Regions from separate parts of the Sus scrofa genome. Here region 2 is linked to region 1. A link is a contact called in public Hi-C data. All regions are on one chromosome and are shown on one strand. The core of a region is the stretch at or near the end of the contact, and the rest is flanking DNA. Distances in the headings are between cores, read along the strand shown.

Region 1 (2,769 bases), core at 22-2,521:
TAGAAGGCTGAAGATTCTGAATCAGCAGGTGTCAGGATTTCTGCAGAATGTACCCCAGGCCACATCTCATGTGACTCTCTGTTTAGGAGGGGGCTGGGGATAAGGTGGGCAGAGACCTCGTACCCACCGTAGCACTCAACAGAATAAATAGAACCAAGCAATAAAAACCAGTGGCATGGCAGCTAGGGACCTACAACCCGAAACTGAACGGGTATGAAGGAGGAGCAGAGATTTTAAGGTTTTAAAGCAGAATCTGAAAATCACCCTCAAAGGGAGTGCAGGCATTCCTGCGAAGAGCGGGTGATACGTAAGGACAGGACTTGAGGATGATTCAGCTGCCTGCGGGGCATCCCAGCACGTTTCTCTGAGGAGTAAAGATGGAGGTTACTTGTTGGGCAGGCGGTAATTTAAATATAACTGAAATTATAAGGGAGATTTAGACAACACAGGAAAATCACAGAATTATGAATCAGAGAGCATTGAGGTTTTATTCATCAGTGTTCAGTTCACATTCATCCCAACTGAATGAGACAATCAGATAAATCTAACGGTTAGAAATATCTTCCTTTAGGTTTTTCAAATTTGGGTTCCTTTCAGCTTTTGCGCAGCCAGGATTATTCAGAGCAACTCGGATCTTTCTAAGCGGCAGCCCTTCAAATGCTTAAAAACTGGTCCCTCCAGTTTCCCTCGGAATAAACACCGCCAGGTTTTTAGTGTTTCCATGGACCCTGCTGCCGACCTTCACCCTCTGCTCTAGTCTCTTCACAGTGGCCTTCTTTAAATAGGTGTCCAATGAGAACTTCCAAAAAGACAGGCTCTGATAAAGCCAAGCCGCACCTCATGAGCATTCCACAACCATCGCCAAGTATGTCACCTCTCAGCAGAATTCACCTGTCTCTCCGGTCTCCCTGTGATGAGATTTGAATTTGTAGCCCATTTCCTTTACAAAATTCCAAATGCATCAACCACATAATCCATTCTCACCACATTCTCATAAGGAAATGTTTGCTGCCACCATTTTTCAGGGGTGAGTGGAGATGGAACAGAGTAGAAATTGGAGAAAAAAGGTGGGAGATAATGCACCTGGCTGACACTGCTAGCCAATGGCCAAGGAATTAATAACACACAGTCCTCCCAACTTCTTGCCCAAGAGGACTGATTTTTTCCCTTAAATGAGACCACACTGCCTGTAAAGAGAGTCGAGCAACTGAAGGTCAGAGGGAGAGAAGCTGTACGTGCCCTGAACCCCTAGGGAGCCTTGCCCTCGCCCCCTGGGTGCAGGGATCTCTCGGCTCACCCAGCAAACATTTAGCGCCTGCCTCCCAGCGGGGTCAGGGAGAGAGCACCCCAGCAAGGGGTATCTGGCCACCAGGTGTCTGTTTTATTTGCCAATTCCTTTCAGCAGCAGCCAGGACGTGAGCTATGCCCTTGATGGGCATAAATGAACAGCGTACGTGCTATCATTCATTAGGGAAGAAGGGGGCAGCTTGTGCTTTGGAAAGCATGGGGTTTTGCCCAATGGGTGAGGATAAGAACTGTGAGCAATGAGAGAGGGCCTCAGACACGGGCCAGACAGAGGCCAAACACCTGGCAGGGTTAGTACACTGCCAATGATTTGATTCCAGTGCAGGCTGCGTATTTCACATCAAACCTAAGAGGCCGGGCAGTGGCTGGGTAAAAAATTGCACTGACTCACACCCCAACTCTCTCTCTCTCTCACACACACACACACACCGCACACAATGAAAGTTTCCTTCTCAGAGGAAAAGAGCGGTTATCAATCTCATGGAAGTCTCCCACCCTGGAGGAACGTCACCACCCAAGAAGGGCAGATGTCTGCTGCCCATATGGTGCCTGGGTGACTGGCCACTCTCCTCACAGCTCCTGGCATCTGAGTGACTGGCCTGAACCCTGCTGGGTCCTTCAGCCGCCCTTCCTGGGTCGTGGGGCGCAAGCTGCAAAGGGGTGACTTTCCACACTGGGCTCTCAGCTGAAACTTATCCCCCCGACACACACCCACACACACCCACACCCACACCCACCCACACACACACACCCTCCCCGCTCCCTTAGTTATGATGGCTCTCTCAGGACAGCCTGCATCTTAGCTGAATGTAATGAAAGAAAGTTGGCCCCAGAGGTGCCTCTGAATGTCTCGCCCAGAACGAGAAAAAACTTTTTGGCAGAACTTCCAAGCTACAAGCAAACTCCGAACGCGATTTGGCAGATCACAAACAATTAGGTGACTGCACTCCATGAGCAGCCCCTGGGGACGGGGAGGCCAGGCTGTCCGCCAGATTTCTGGTAGATGTTGCTTTGGTTGGAAGTAGGATGCTTTTCCTTCTGTGTCCCCAGACCTCAAGGAGGCTAGAAGGAACACCAGGACTTCTTATTTGGGGCAAATTGAGTTGTCAGTGTTTACTGAAGAGCTTCAGCTGACAACCACAGTAAGACTAGCAGGTCCGCTGAATCCATGTGAATTGTCTGTTGGGAGCGAGGCATATTTGTGCCAGAAGGAAAAGGGCCTCCCCGCCCCCCTTCCCTTTTGCTCCAAATGTATAGAAGTTCTGAGGCCTGGTGGTTGGTCAGCTCTCCTCCCATGAGAGAGAAGTGAGCCGCCTGTTCTGTGGGTCTGGTGCCTGCCTCCAAGTCACAGGGAATCAAGTCCAAAAGGGAGTGACTTCTTCTGACTTGAGGCCACAGGAATGACCCACGGCTTCCACGAGGGCTCCTTCCCATCAGGGGGGGTGGGAGGAGGCCGTCGGCCAG
Region 2 (2,913 bases), core at 344-2,843, 120 kb after region 1:
TCCGGCCCAGCTAGTGAGACAGAGCAGGCCAGGTGGGGCCGAGAGGGACTGGGCCAATCTGACCAGACATGAAGAACAGTGCTTCAAACAAGCAAGGGGTCACCACTGGAAACAGGACCCAGAACTATGTCCACTCTAGAAGACGGAAGTTAGATCCTACAGTGATAAAGCCAAAGGGGATTTCGAGCCGCCATTTACTCCACGAGTGTTAAGAAATATTGATGAGCATTGTGTTCTGTGATAGAAGCCCCACGTGAGGTCAGAGGTAGAGGCCAAAGGTACAGGTTTAAACGACACCCAAGGAAACAAAGAAGAGAAAGCAGCATCACAAGTTCCTTAAGAAACAAACCCACACTCTAAGGCGGTGGTAGGACAGTACTGATCCCTAGAGCAGTGGCATCCTTGATGTGTAATATAGAGACCACGTGGTAGACAGTTTTTGGTGCTGGGTGCCCAGAATCACTTCCCATATGCTTTCTGTAATGGAAGCTACCCTTTCCTGCAGAAAGCCCATTCCCTGTGGTTCGGGCAGAGCTAACCTCATCCATCCCTGGCTCTGGGGTGGGCACGTGACTCTGACCGAACTTCACTTTCCCTCCTGGTGTGCGGGGGTCCCCAACATGGTTGATGGTAAGTCTTGGGCATCTGTGAGCCATGCTGCTCACCTGGCTGAAGAATGAACACGTACAAGAGTGAAAAGCAGAGACGGGCAACAATATCACCTGATCCCTAAAGCAAGAGACACGCCAGAGTTCCCTTTAAAGGAAGTCTGAATCAGGTGTCTGCGTCTGCAGCTGAAGGAGTCCTCCCTCTTAGAGGCCAGTGTGCATCATCCCAAGCACAGAAAGCACGTGGAAGATGCTTGGGGCTGGGTTTGCAGCGTGGGCCCGACACCACGTCTACTGGGGATTCCGCACAATTCTCTATGTGGCCACCGCATTTTTACATTGAGCTTTTTTCTTTTCCACAACAGAAGATAAGTCTATGTTTCCAGTTATCTGCTGTTATCTTTTCTGCTCCTCTTGGTTCGTATCTTTTCACACCCACACTCAACCTTCTGGCTGAGGCGAAGGGGGGTTGGGGCTGGTCCTGGAACAGCACTGGACCAACCACGTGAAGACCCCTCGCCACAAGATGCTGGAAGCCATGCTCTGGACACCCAGGGAAGACCACCAGACCGGAACTCCTCGTCACCTAAGAGGGCAGCATAGGCCTCACCTCCCTTGGGTTTAGCTCCCCCTAAACCTAAAGCAGAGATGGAGCTCTGCTTCATCCCGGACCCTGCGGGTCCCATGATGGCCCTGAACAGTGAGTGTGAAGACGTTCCCTGTCAAGAGAACAAGGGCAAAGGAAAACAAGCGGAAAGAAGGGTAGTTGTTCAGAGGTAAAGAGCAAGGGAGAGGAGGAAATGTTTGATCTCGTACATGGATACAGCCTTTGCGTTCTCCAAATAATCACTTTTGGTTTACATTTTTTCTCAAAGGGCTTTAGGACTTGAAGGTTAGTAAGAATGGGCAATAAAATTAGGTAGGAACAACAAACGAGGCTATAAGGGGACGGAGCCAAGTAAGCCAAAGCCTTAGCACTCACACTTAGCTGCAAAAAAACAGACCTCACAAGTTCTGTCAACCCTTCTCTACCTAAGAGAACGTCTCCCCTAACACCCATTAACTGAGAGAGGGCATCTCAAAGACTGAGGCAAAGCCTTTGATTTTCAGATAAGAGATCTCATCGGCTTCCAGAGGAAATTCTACATGTCCCAATAGTTCTTCCTGACTGGAACTTCTCCTCAGTCTGTATTCCAGAAAAGTTTGAATCATGTTTCTGCCAGGTACAAATTAACAGCCCTGACAAAGACCATGTCAGAGATTTCATTTTAACACACTATTAAGCCAAGAATGCGGTGGCCAAACTGGAGAGGATGGCTGGTCCTCTCCCAGCTTTCCACCACTGCAAAGACAAAAACTGATAGTAAATCATTCTTTATCATCAGTTCAGTTTTTTAAGAACAAGAACTCATTTTAGCAGGGCTTTCTTTTTTTTCTTCATAACATTTAGCTTCATAACATTGACGTACAACTTACAAAATAGAGGGAGAAAATGGAAACCACACCTGGAAATAATCATTTCCCAGTCTCTGTAATGAATTATAATGTTAAAGGGGCAGTCAATTAAATCAGTGTGATAGTGTTTCATAAAAAGTTACGTAAATCTTAAATGGAGGTAATGCGTTTATCATTATACGTAGGGATGAGGAGGTGGTGGGACCCAAAACCCTGCTACACAAACAGTAGTTTTGCTTCATTTCTTCTTGTGTCACCAAATCTAAGAGACAATTTGAATAAAACTGCTACCTTGCATACTCGCATAAATTGAGTTTTACTGCTAACTGGGTCATACTGAAAAGCATGAGATTAATGGAGCCAAACTTCCACAATGATTCGATCAATTTGATATCCCTTTATTTTCTAATTTTTTTGGAAGAGCAAAGTGGCATTTTCCTCAGTCTTTACTCAACCAGTTGATAGTGGAAAGTTCTTATTATTCCTTTTAAACTCGCAAATGGGATTTTTTATCCCAAAGGCTCAATCACCATTTCAAAGAGAAGATTTTTATTTTTAAGCGCTTCTGTTTTTAATTGGCTACTTAGGAAGTCTATTTTGGAAAACGTACATTCTCATTGGAGTTAACTCAATCTATGTGGTTCAAAAAGGGCAAATTCTACCAGAAGGAAACGAGCGTGAACATCAGAAGGCAGTTATCTGGGATAATAATACTTAACAACTTGAGGAGGGGGAGGAAGTAGTCCTTTAATATCTCAGTTCAGACTTCCTTTTGTTATCACTATGCTAGTCGTAGTATGTTCAGAAGCAATCAGACGCAAGCGACAATTGCTTTTTAAGCACCACGGAA

Evidence for each region. A called contact is a pair of places that touch in the nucleus more often than the background predicts.
Region 2: a Hi-C map of omental adipose tissue shows a contact between it and region 1, with 3 times the contacts expected there. The contact joins two enhancer-like sites. A contact is called at or near these places in 2 of 5 promoter capture datasets (fetal skeletal muscle and liver), 23 of 47 Hi-C or Micro-C datasets (alveolar macrophages, brain, embryonic fibroblasts and 13 more) and 1 of 2 datasets of contacts at active chromatin or transcription factors (skeletal muscle).

Annotation. Positions count from the first base shown.
Region 1 is chr18:46,924,645-46,927,413 of Sscrofa11.1, forward strand. All of the region lies in intron 1 of LOC102165006 (a long non-coding RNA gene), which reads right to left. Among named protein-coding and RNA genes, the nearest start is that of TRNAK-UUU, 130 kb to the right of the region's middle. Within about 2 kb of position 1,272, at least 12 of the 83 cell types and tissues checked have an H3K27ac peak or open chromatin away from gene starts, as enhancers often do. A contact at or near this core is called in omental adipose tissue, where this site is marked.
Region 2 is chr18:47,046,453-47,049,365 of Sscrofa11.1, forward strand. No RefSeq gene overlaps it. Among named protein-coding and RNA genes, the nearest start is that of TRNAK-UUU, 8.2 kb to the right of the region's middle. Within about 2 kb of position 1,594, at least 5 of the 83 cell types and tissues checked have an H3K27ac peak or open chromatin away from gene starts, as enhancers often do. A contact at or near this core is called in omental adipose tissue, where this site is marked.